4 separate regions of the Mus musculus genome follow, and all the other regions are linked to region 2. The links are chromatin contacts, called in public HiChIP or PLAC-seq and promoter capture Hi-C maps. All regions are on one chromosome and are shown on one strand. Each heading gives the region's core, a stretch centred on a gene start, on an enhancer-like site or on the middle of the called end of the contact. The rest is flanking DNA. Distances are from core to core; before and after follow the strand shown.

Evidence for each region. Promoter capture Hi-C pulls out the DNA fragments that hold promoters and counts their contacts. HiChIP or PLAC-seq counts read pairs in DNA pulled down with a chosen protein or histone mark.
Region 1: a contact with region 2 is called in a FOXA1 HiChIP or PLAC-seq map of pancreatic cancer cells. The contact joins the promoter of Platr22 here to the promoter of Camsap2 in region 2. A contact is called at or near these places in 1 of 39 promoter capture datasets (liver), 1 of 484 Hi-C or Micro-C datasets (LSK cells) and 3 of 115 datasets of contacts at active chromatin or transcription factors (extraembryonic endoderm stem cells, memory CD8 T cells and pancreatic cancer cells).
Region 3: a promoter capture Hi-C map of embryonic stem cells shows a contact between it and region 2, with 4 times the contacts expected there. The contact joins the promoter of Ascl5 here to the promoter of Camsap2 in region 2. A contact is called at or near these places in 12 of 39 promoter capture datasets (the 3T3-L1 cell line, the HPC-7 cell line, HPC-7-derived erythroid cells and 7 more), 1 of 15 datasets of contacts at CTCF or cohesin (large pre-B cells), 9 of 484 Hi-C or Micro-C datasets (the G1E-ER4 cell line and embryonic stem cells), 14 of 115 datasets of contacts at active chromatin or transcription factors (the SCID.adh cell line, embryonic hindbrain, embryonic stem cells and 5 more) and 1 of 9 other capture datasets (embryonic stem cells).
Region 4: a contact with region 2 is called in a promoter capture Hi-C map of fetal liver, with 2.5 times the contacts expected there. The contact joins the promoter of Pkp1 here to the promoter of Camsap2 in region 2. A contact is called at or near these places in 2 of 39 promoter capture datasets (fetal liver and stem cell-derived epiblast-like cells).

The regions. Positions count from the first base shown.
Region 1 is chr1:136,694,894-136,697,593 of GRCm38.p6, forward strand. It overlaps Platr22 (pluripotency associated transcript 22), which reads left to right and starts at 1,318. Exons shown (of 5, transcript NR_037986.1): 1 at 1,318-1,498. It also overlaps the pseudogene Gm24086.
Region 2 is chr1:136,344,757-136,347,456 of GRCm38.p6, forward strand. Camsap2 (calmodulin regulated spectrin-associated protein family, member 2) reads right to left here and starts at 1,348. Exons shown (of 18, transcript NM_001347109.1): 1 at 543-1,348. The coding sequence starts at 681.
Region 3 is chr1:136,049,506-136,052,205 of GRCm38.p6, forward strand. Ascl5 (achaete-scute family bHLH transcription factor 5) reads left to right here and starts at 1,299. Exons shown (of 1, transcript NM_001270609.1): 1 at 1,299-1,865. The coding sequence starts at 1,299. The coding sequence ends at 1,865.
Region 4 is chr1:135,917,872-135,920,571 of GRCm38.p6, forward strand. Pkp1 (plakophilin 1) reads right to left here and starts at 1,336. Exons shown (of 14, transcript NM_019645.3): 1 at 940-1,336. The coding sequence starts at 1,141.

The DNA of each region.
Region 1 (2,700 bases), core at 68-2,567, 350 kb after region 2:
TTGCTGAGCACACCCCTTTTAAAACAATGTTTAACTCTGTCTCTGTGGTTAGGGAAGTGCATTCGGTGCCTGCCCTCAGCTCTCATCCTTTGGTTGCGATGGCCTTTGGTGACTGTGAGGGGAGAAAGGGAAGAGGTCCCATCCTTGGGTGCTTAGTGCAGCGGGGAGGTTTTGGAGGTAGGACCTGGCTCCTCAGACTGGGACACACCCACCTCCTACTTTGCGAGGCTTTGATCTTTGTGTCTGTGCCTCTGACCTCACTTCACATTGTAAAATGCTTCCGCAGGCGCCCTCTTCCCCTTCCAGCCCAACTTTCCATTTCCTCTGTCTTCTGTCCCAGGTGTTAAAGCTGTATTAACTAAAGATGGGCCAAGGGCACCGGAAAACCAGCTCTTGGCACTTAGGGCGTGTGCCCCAGAGCCAGCATACTTCAGGCTTTACATAGCCACTTTTTTTTTTTTTTTTTTTTTTTTTTTTTTTTTTTTTGAGACAGGGTTTGTATAGCCCTGGCTGTCCTGGAACTCTGTAGACCAGGCTGGCCTTGAACTCTGCAATCAGCCTGCCTCTGCCTCCCAAGTGCTGGGATTAAAGGCATGTGGCACCACTGCCCGGCTACGTAGCCAATTTAATCTGCTCTAGAAAAAAACCTTTCTTTCAAAAGCCAGGTACCTTTTATTCTGTTTCACAGATAGAAACCTTGAAGCTCAGAGAGGTGAAACAATTTGCCCAAGGTCTATTAAACAGAGGAGACTGGACTCTGAATTCAGACTGCAACTCCTGTTTGTAAGCTCTCAGTCATGTAGGTCAAGTGCCAGGCCAAGGAATTGGCATATTCTGTAATGCCAGGAAAGAGGTGAGTAGGAAGCGAGGCTACCTCACCCTGTCTCCCCTGGAAAACTGGTAGTGACAGACCAATGGATTTTGGATTTGAGCATTTCCCACCAAAGGACATAAATTCTAACAGGTAGGAAGTTCGGTGGTAGAGGAAAGCCAGGCATGCCTGAGGCCCAGTCCCCTCCATCAAAAACAAACGGACATCCTGACTTCTGACTACTCCTGGAGTAAGCAAGGGATAATTACCCACAATACCTGGGGCTGTGAATTCAGCAGAACTGACCAGACAGGCAAGGCCTAAGGTACAGGTGGAATGTTAATGACGATGCTAGAGAAAAGGGAGTGTCCAGTAAGTTTGGGGACCGCTGAGTGAGAGGCTTGTAAGATGTGGGCCTGGTGGATTCCTGTGCACAGCAGGGGGTTAGCCACCGCCCTGGGTCAGCAGGCACCTCTAAGGAGGAATGTTCCGAGGAATCAGTTTGGGAATGTGGCTTCAGGCCTGGCCGTTTCCTCTTTGTTTAGTTAGCGATTACCAAACACTTTTGTGTGGGTGCGGATCGGGCTACCGGACTGCCTTGAATCTCTGCTGCTTGCGCCCCGAAAAGGAAGAGGATCAGTACCACGTGACCACCGGCGGCAAGCTCCGTTAGGAAAAGATGTGAAGGTTAGTGAAACAAGATCATACTGGAGTTTTTTACAGAGCCTGGTGACTCAGGGATGGCTCGGTAAAAATACCTGTAGACTGAGGTCGTAGAAGCCGTCCTTGGTGACTAAGGTTTCACGTATCTCAGTTTGTCAAATTCTTTGTTAAGTGGTTCAAAACATTGAGAAAGACCTTAGGGCCCTAACAGAAACTTTCTTCTCAATGACACAGGAGGTCTCGGACTCTGAGTCAGTGGCCCTGGGCTCCAGAGCAAAGTAAGCATGGGAATGCATGGAATTTATTTGTAGTTTGCAGGAAATAAAGTGTTATTGTTAGGGACGTTTCCTGTCATAAACACACACACACACACACACACATATACATCAACACTTTAATTTGGCTTTAAAATAGCAACCTTAGATGTTGTTTTTGATCCAGGAACGTATGGGAAACCCCAAATTATATGTGTTTTGTGTTTTCTTTGCCTTTTTTGAATTTGTGGTGTAAGAATTCTCCATATTTCTCACAGATAGGATGTTAGATGTTTCTAGTTTCTTGGTGCTGTGCACGTAAAGATGTATGACTTCACTGTATGTGTGTGTGTAGGTGACACTGCAGTATAAATAGGGAGATTCTAGAGAGTTCTGTGATGCATTAGATATGAAAAACTAGCCTTTTGAGGCTGATGTGTAGCTCTGTGTCCCAGTACAAAAAGAGCAAAAAACTTAAAAAAATAAAACAACCTGGCGCACACCTTTAATCCCAGCACTCGGGAGGCAGAGGCAGGCGGATTTCTGAGTTCGAGGCCAGCCTGGTCTACAAAGTGAGTTCCAGGTCAGCCAGGGCTATACAGAGAAACCCTGTCTCGAAAAACTAAACAAACAAACAAACAAACAAAAAACCAACCCAAAACTAATAATAGCACTGGGACTCCCAATTAGGGAGGAAACTATTTATGTATGACATTCTCAAAAAGAAAATTTTAATTAAAAAAAAGAAAAGAGTGCTCACTTCGGCAGCACATATACTAAAATTGGAATGATACATCCTGGCCCCTGCTGCAAGGATGGCATGTAAATTTGTGAAGCGTTTCATAAATTAAAAAAAAAGAAAAGAAAAGAAAAGCAAGGTGGAGGGTGGTAAGCCTGCTTGGGGTGTGCCGGCGGGGGGGTGGGGGGTGGGGTGGGGGGCTTGGCAGAGTGCAGGATGTGGGGGTGGTGTGC
Region 2 (2,700 bases), core at 98-2,597:
ACTAAAAGTGGTTTTAATGGGTGGCTTAACGAGAATTTGGAATGTGTATGAAAGGCTGTGAGAGGAGTAAGGAACGCCTACAAAAGATACTGCACTTCAACACTGACCACCTTTCATCCTACATAGCCTGACTAGCAACCACCATTACAAATGTCAAGATCAATATAGTACCCCACCTTCTTCCAGTAATAAGCTCAGATTTCTTGGTATGGTAACCACAATTATGACCGAAAGGGAAACGTATGCAAGATAATAAGGAAAACACCACACATTAGAGCCATTTTGGGAAAACACGATAATTTGCTCGCGGAATTTAGACACACGCTATTCAATAAAAGGAACCCGGTCAACCCCTCCCGCGTCAGTCAAGGGCACCTCATTTAAGACCAAACCTGCCTTCTTTCTTTCTCCTAGAGCTCGTCTCCCGTCATCTCCCTAAACCTGTACCGGAAGATACACATGGGGGAGGGGGCTGGAATCAGGAACAAAAACTGGGATGTGGACAGCATCGGGAGGAAGAGGAAAGGGACGACACCACTTACCTGTCCCAAAGGCTTTGGCCACCAGCCAGGCCAGATTGCAGGCGATTTTGGCCCTGGAGAAGTCATAGTGGTCAAAGGGTTTGATGGCTGGAACAATGAACGTCCTTCTCATCTCCCGCGGGTCTGCAGCATCCCCCATCTTTCACGGCGGCTGGTTGGGATGGAGGGACGACGGCCTTCACATGGTGTGGCGGAGAGAGGAGTTCAGATCGTCCGCGCCGGTCGCGGCCCTCCCGGGCGCCGGGCACGGAAAAGCTCAGCTGTGCTCGTCGCGAGTCCGCCGCCCGCGGGAGCCGCCGCGGCCCCGGGCATAGACGTGAGGCGGCACCCGGCCGCGCTCGCTCCGGCCCGGGTCTGCCCCTCCGCCTCCCCTTTGTCTCCGTTTAGTCACACGGGCTCGCAGGAGGGTGGCGGCTGAGAGGGCCCGGAATGCTCGGGCGGGGGCAGCCTGGACGATCACGTCGCGGACAGTGTCCCCGCCATGGCGGAGCGCGCACGCCCCGCCTCACTCACGGCCGCCCCTCGGGCCGCGGGACCCGCCGCGGAAAACGTCAGAATCGCTGCAGCGCGCGAGCCGCCCGCGGCCCGGCGCTTCTCCGGCGCTCCGATCGCCGCCGCCCGCCTCCTCGGCGCAGCTCAGGGCCAAGGCAGCGGCCTGGGGGAGGCCGCAAATCAAATCACGGGCCCTCGGCTCCTGCCTTATCGGGCTTGTCCTCGTATTTTCCGCTACCCCTCCCGTGGCCGGACGCCTCGCTCCCCTTCAGCCGCCGCCGCCGCCGTCGCTGCGGTTTTCCGGCTGCGGCACTGGATGGAAAGAGCAGATGGGAACACTGAGCATGCGCCTGGCGCGCCCGGCCCCGCCCCCGCCGCTGTCTTGCGCCGCCATGCGCACTGAGCATGCCCAGCCTCGCTGCCGCCCGCGATGGGCTCCGCGCCCCTATCCATTAATCAGCACAGTGCCCGCTGGATTGGACGTTCTGTACATCCGCAGCTTTGGGCTGCTGCCGCCGACACTGCTGGACGAGGGAAGGAAAGAAAGGGAGAGGAGAGGCTTTTCTCCTCCCGCTACACGTGGTTCAGCCAAGAGAATTGATATTTGTTTCAAATGCTGCTTATGTCACACGCGTATTGCTGAGAATTTGCCTTGCACACCCATTTAATCCTTGCAGTAACCCTGAGAGAGGTGATACAGCTGGTTGACCACGAAATTATGGAGGGATGCAGTAACTTAAGTCACCCATGGGGTTTAACCAGGGTTGAAGGTCAGGTTTAAACTCTCCAAAGCTGTATACATTTCACGTCATGACGTTTTAACTTGATACTCCCCACTTAAGTTTTCTAAGTGAAGGATCCGGTTTTTTGGTACCTTCTGTTTCCTCGTAGAAAGAAACATAAACCCTTCCACAAAGAACATCCACAATTATGATTTGTCGCAGTTCGTCTTGCCAGAACTCTCTCCGTTCCCCCACATGGGTATGCTTTCTCAGAGCTGTGCGCTGCCTGTCTCTGTGGTCTCTGTCCACAGTAGTCACTCCCTCCAGAAAGCCTTCCCTGATACTGCCAACTTCCCGTGCAGAACTGATTCCAGAGCAATGTATGTCCTTTATGTCATAACTTGTCACACTGCATTCCAACCACCAACTGTCTTTAGCTTTCAAGCTGACTTGCCTTGTCTCTGACACCTATATGATGCTAAACCTCACAGTAGTTGCTCTATCAATGTCTAGGGTCAAAGGGAGAATGTTACTGTAGTTAACACCGAGTTTGGTTAACTTTCTAATTCCCCACTTCTTGTTTTAACACATCTGATTTTAATTTATGTAATCCTGGGTGGTTTTCATTTTACAGATGAGAGAGCTAAGAGTCAGAAAAGCCTCTTAAATTGCAGATATAGTAAAGGCATAGTCACAGTCTGAACCCAGAACTATCTTACTTTGTACGACTAGGGCCTCCCTATTATCATCAGCCGTTAAGATGGGAGACATATGAAACATGAGGGGAGGCGTTTTGATCCCTACTATCGAAAAGGGCAGCTCCAGGAGCAAGCCCCTCCCTTTTGATTTCTGTTTAATCCCCAGAAACACTCCTCCTTGAACCCAATAAGGCATTACAGATAAGCCCCACTAACAATGCCAAGCAGGAAAAAAGGCACTAGAAA
Region 3 (2,700 bases), core at 49-2,548, 300 kb before region 2:
CACCTTGTAAGGTGCCATAGAGGAGAAAGCCAAGAGGGTTTGAGACCCATATGTCCTCCTGGACCCATGTGACCTGGGACAGGGAAGGGGAAGGTGACAACAGTCTGCGGGGCAGGAAGCTTTGAAATAGCTAACCCCCAGGGCTTTGTAATCAGGGTTATCTTTCATTCACCAGAGAGGGGCTTGGGCTAACTTGAGATAGTTGCTCCAACTCCTCCTGCTAGTTCGATTAGCTCCGTTAAACAATGGTATTACAGTTAAATGTGTCTCTGTATGGATATGTGCAGGTGGACACAGTGCTCTTGGAAGCAAAGGGACTCTGATCCTCTATAGTGAGTGTTACAGGCAGTTGTGAGCTCCTGGCTGCTGGAAACCCAGTCCTCTGTAAAAAGCAGTACCTGCTTTTAATCACAAAGCCATCTCTCTAAACCCCCTGTCCCAGTAGACTGTCTCAAGTTTTAGTTGTCAGGCCCTGGAAGGTAGCCTTGAGGAGATGATCTGAATTCTCAGAGGAAATGATATTAATGGCTGCCGTTATCTGCCAGGCCAAGTACCGGGTGCTTTGGAATGTGTTTGTACTCTTTTGGTTCTCATCTTAGGAACTATAAAGGATGTTTTCTGTCTCTCCAAATATGGAATTCTGACTCTAAGATGTATGTCACTTGACTATTGAGGAGTGAACCCTAGATTTGAGCTCAGACCAACAGTTCTCCAAATCCCCGCCCTCTTTCCTCTTGATTGTTTCTGGAGATAGGAGTACCACAAAGGCCTTTCCTTAGTGATATGTTCACTTTTCTCTACTTTTAGCAAAGTTCTGGGAACTCTTCTGCTGAGCTGACGGGCTCTCCGCCTCTGCCCACATCCCCCGCAGATCCGGGATCCTGCAAAAAGATCCAGTGAGGAACAAGAATTGGGCGCTGGGGGAATCTGGTCATGGAGGCTCGCAGCTAGAGCCAGGGGCAGTGCTGGCGGCCTTGGACTGCAGGAAGAGGCAAGACTCTCAGTCCAGGAGGACCAGGCAGGGAAGAGGGAGAAAGTGCTCAGATTGCTCAACACATGTCACCGCAGGCGCGACCACAGCAGATACCTGCTGTGCCTCTGCTAGCTGCTGCACTTGTCCAGAGCTATGACTCACATTAAGGAGTCCAAGCCAACCCAAAAAGGCAAAATGAAGCCTTAGCAACTCGCAGCACCCCAGAGTGCTAGCAATGTGACTTGTCCCCTTTGTCAGGACCACACAGAGCCCGTGCAGAGGCCTTTCAGAGGGCCTCACTCTGGGTCCAGCTCCACGAGGCACAATGAACAGTAACTTCTGCCGAGCTCTGGTGGACCGTGGGCCCCCGGGGGGCATGCAGCTAGGTGTCGTGGCCCCTGCTGGACAGACGCCGCTGGCAGCCACCGAACCCTTGAGCAACGTACCCTTTCTATTGTACCCCGGCCACTCCGAGCCGCCTTACTACGACGCCTACACTGGGGTGTTCCCCTACGTGCCCTTTCCCGGCGCCTTCGGGGTTTACGACTACCCGTTCGAGCCTGCCTTCATCCAGAAGCGCAACGAGCGAGAGCGGCAGCGCGTCAAGTGCGTGAATGAGGGCTACGCGCGCCTCCGCGGCCACCTCCCCGGCGCCCTGACTGAGAAGCGGCTCAGCAAGGTGGAGACACTGCGCGCCGCCATCCGCTACATCAAGTACCTGCAGGAGCTGTTGAGCGCCACCCCCGACGGCGCGCCACCTCCCGCCACCTCCCCGCCGCCCGCCCACACGGGCCACAGCAACGTGCCGCAGCCCTCTTCCTTGGTGGCCGAGTCCAGTGGATCCCCCTTTTCCTCGTCGCCTTTTTTGGAGTCGGAGGAACCCAGCCTTTGATCTGGCCAGAGGCCTGGACTTGCCCCTCTAGGGAACAGCTTTGGGGGCTTCTGGGTCATCTGTGCGGGACAAAGAACAGTGGTGTTCGAGGTCTGTGATCCCACCTCCACCCACTTGAGCCAGATGTGAGGGCCTGGGGTAGAGATGGCGAGATACGGATCCCAGGAGCTGATGTCTGCGGTGAGGAGCAGAGCCCTGGACAGCTCCTGGACCAGCCTCAGCGAAGCTCTGCTGTCCACCACACCAAGTCCCCTGGAAGTCAGCCACACTTTCTGTTATGCCTGAACCTTCCACAAGATGGCCTCAAATACTAGCGAGGAGCTTGATGGCCTCTAAAGAGCAGGAATTCTGAGGGAGGGACGAGGGAAGTGAAGACAGGCAGCTGCTTGCATTCAGCACCCTGGAGCTGACAGACTTAGGGGAAGTGTGTGTGTGTGTGTGTGTGTGTGTGTGTGTGTGTGTGTGTGTGAGAGAGAGAGAGAGAGAGAGAGAGAGAGAGAGAGAGAGAGAGAGAGAGAGAGAGAGAGGGAGGGAGAGGTCGCTGGTGCCCATTGGCTTCCTTGACAGCGAGTGATCACCTCCCCTCTCCCACCCTTCAGTCTCTTCTGGACTTAACGCCTCCCCCACCCCAAGACTTGTAAGCTTCTAGGGTCCACTGACATTGTGTTTACATCAAGGACTAAATAAAAAGGGATTGTTGAATTTTGTGATTCCTGAATTATTGTCTATGCCCACCCTCCACCTTGCAATGTTTGCTAGCTGGTGCAGTCACCTAACATTTCCAGAGAGATTAGTGTGTATGCTGAGACTGAATATGGGAGAGGCCAGGGTTCTA
Region 4 (2,700 bases), core at 86-2,585, 430 kb before region 2:
CCTTTCTCCTGGCCTCCCCCAAACTGAGGCTTGTCACTCACACATCAGGGCCATCGGGGAGGACAGGACTGGAAGCCCAAACTCACTGTGAAGAGGGCTCAGTTGAGACTGGGAGTGGTGCCCCCCCAATCCATTTTGGTTCCGGTTTGACACTATTTTCTACTTAAGGTGGGTCAGGGGAAGGGGGCTCTGTATTAAGGATTAGAGAAAGAGAGTGAGCACTCACACCTCCTTCCTTGTTAACAGAGAACTGGCCCCATGATAGTCTTCTAGTCAGATTTGCATCTTTGGTTTGGTTAGAGACTCTATGTAAAATATCAAGGGATCCCAGGGACGTGTGTGTGTGTGTGTGTGTGTGTGTGTGTGTGTGTGTGTGTGTGTGTGTGTGTAGGGGGCGCTCCCTGACCCCCCCCCCAATTCCATAATGCCTCTCCTGAACCAAACTCCATCACAGTAATTGAGTCGCTCCCTTTCCTCCTTCAAACACCACCTTCACTAGGGTTATTGTCTCTCTCCTATTGGGCGCAAGCCGGTTTTGACGATTGCAAAGCCTGAGGAACATGAATGAGAGGATGTGGGGAGAGGTAGGCGAGAGCACCCGGGTCTGAAACTTTAGGACAGACACTTGAAGATAATCGGAGGCTGGTGCCCCTGAAGCAGGACTGGGAAAAGAGAGCCATCTGGATTCAGGAGTTAATCCCAGCTGTGTCCCCCAGTGAGCTACCCATCCTGACCCACAGCGTGCCATCAATCCCCAGCAGCAGGCTAGCTGGGGGCGGCCGGGTCCACCCTGTGGCAATGGCCTGACTGCTGAGATGTGGGCACTCTTCACAGACTCCGTCAAAGCGGGCTGACATTCAGTCCCCAACGGGGCGACGGAAGCGCATCGGGAGGGACGCACCGTCCCAAGGGCTCCGCGCGCAGCCCGCGCGCCTTTACCTCGGTTGGAGTGACTCAAGGTGGACGACTGGGAAGACTTGGACTTCTGCCGTTTGACGGTCATCATCACTTGCTCCTGCACGCGCTGCCTGCCCGACGTGCCGGTCTTCATCTTTTGGTCAGAGGGCAAAGCCAGCGTGGAGTTGTCCTGGTCCTGGAAGCATTCGTACGCCAGCGCGGTCTTGAGCGGAGAGTGGTTCATGGTGGCGGGAGGCGCGGGCCAGGGGAGCCGAGGGTGCGAGTGCGGGCCAGGGGAGCGAGAGTGCGAGCCGGGGTGCGAGCGAGCGCCTGTTCTCCTCTCAGCGGCTCCCTTTGGCCATAGAGCGCTGGTCCGCGTGAGGGCTCCCGGCTGCTGCTCCTGGCGCCTCCGCCCCGGCTCGTCCCTCAGTAGGCACTGGCCGGACCCGCCCTCCGTCAGACAGGATATACCACCCCTGCCCTGCGCCACCCACTCCGCAGGCCGCCGCTCAGACGCGAGCTGCAGGGCACTGTGGCTGCCAGGAGGGAGCTGGGGTGTGTGTGCTGGGCGGCGGGGAGTGCCCGGTGTGCAATGCTCCCAGGCTCGTCCTTCCTCTCCAGGTGACGTCCAGGGGAGACGCCCCTGGGTCCTGCTTCTGCTGCCTCCAGGAGAAAGTGCGTGCTCAGCTAAGGACCAACGGGGGACCTCTGTCGAGGAAAAGGGAGCTCTTCTAGCTCAGTTCCCCCTCTCCGCCTCCCCTCGCCCCCTAAAGCAAAGCGACCCTCAAGCATTGAGATCATGTCAGAGACCAGCCCTGTTCCTTGGGAGCTCTCAGGCTGATGGATGAGGGATCTTTTGCCACTGGCCAAAGAGAGTGCCTTTAGCTTGAAGGGAGTGAAGTCAGGGGCAGGGGCAAGGCAAGACTTAAAAAACAAAACAACCCACAAAGTAACACTCACTTGTGGATACACCCAACACAGAAATCCTGTCAATAATGGACCTTCTCTGAAAAGGCATGTACTACCCCCACACCAATGCCTGGCGTCCAATGAGAAGTTGAGATAAACACTAACTTGAAACCTACTCAGACCCTTACTGGAAAAACTCCCTACTATGTGCCAAGGACTGTGTGTGTTCTCTTCTATGTGCACACAACCTTGGGATGTGTGTGGGGATGTTTCAAGCATGTGGCACCCTCCTGAGCGATGGAGGGTGACACAGCAGTGCATTTGGTGTGTGACAGCAGCTGAGTCTTAAAAGCACTTTGATGGCAATCTTTCTTAAAGGCATCACACCCTGCTTTACCCACTGAAGCTATACTGGAAATATCTTATGCATTTCTTGATGCCTCGGGTTTCTGGTTCTGGGTGTCCATCACTGATGTGCGCAGCCGTGACATCTTGTCAGCTTAGGTTGAGGGTCTCAGTGACTGAATGCCGTTGGTTTTGCCTTCAGGTGTAGCTGTACCTTGTTGCCCACAGGAGTCCTCTTCTGCTTGCTCCTTTAATCTGCATAGAAATCACAAAGTAAGACTGGTTGCTACTTATGCACCAAGGAGACTGACTGCAACCCCGTGATGGTTGTCACCTCTCTTCCAGAGAGGTGGGTACCACATACAGGCAGCTCGGCTGTTCTCCAGACGTCAGTCACAGGAACCACCTGCACAGCAGATTGCTATAAAGCAGACCTTAGCTTCCTCTAGAAACAGTGCTATACTTGAGGGTTGTGTTCTTAAAACAAACAAACAAACAAACAAACAAACAAACAAACGAGACAGATGTGAGCCCAAACATGCCATTGTT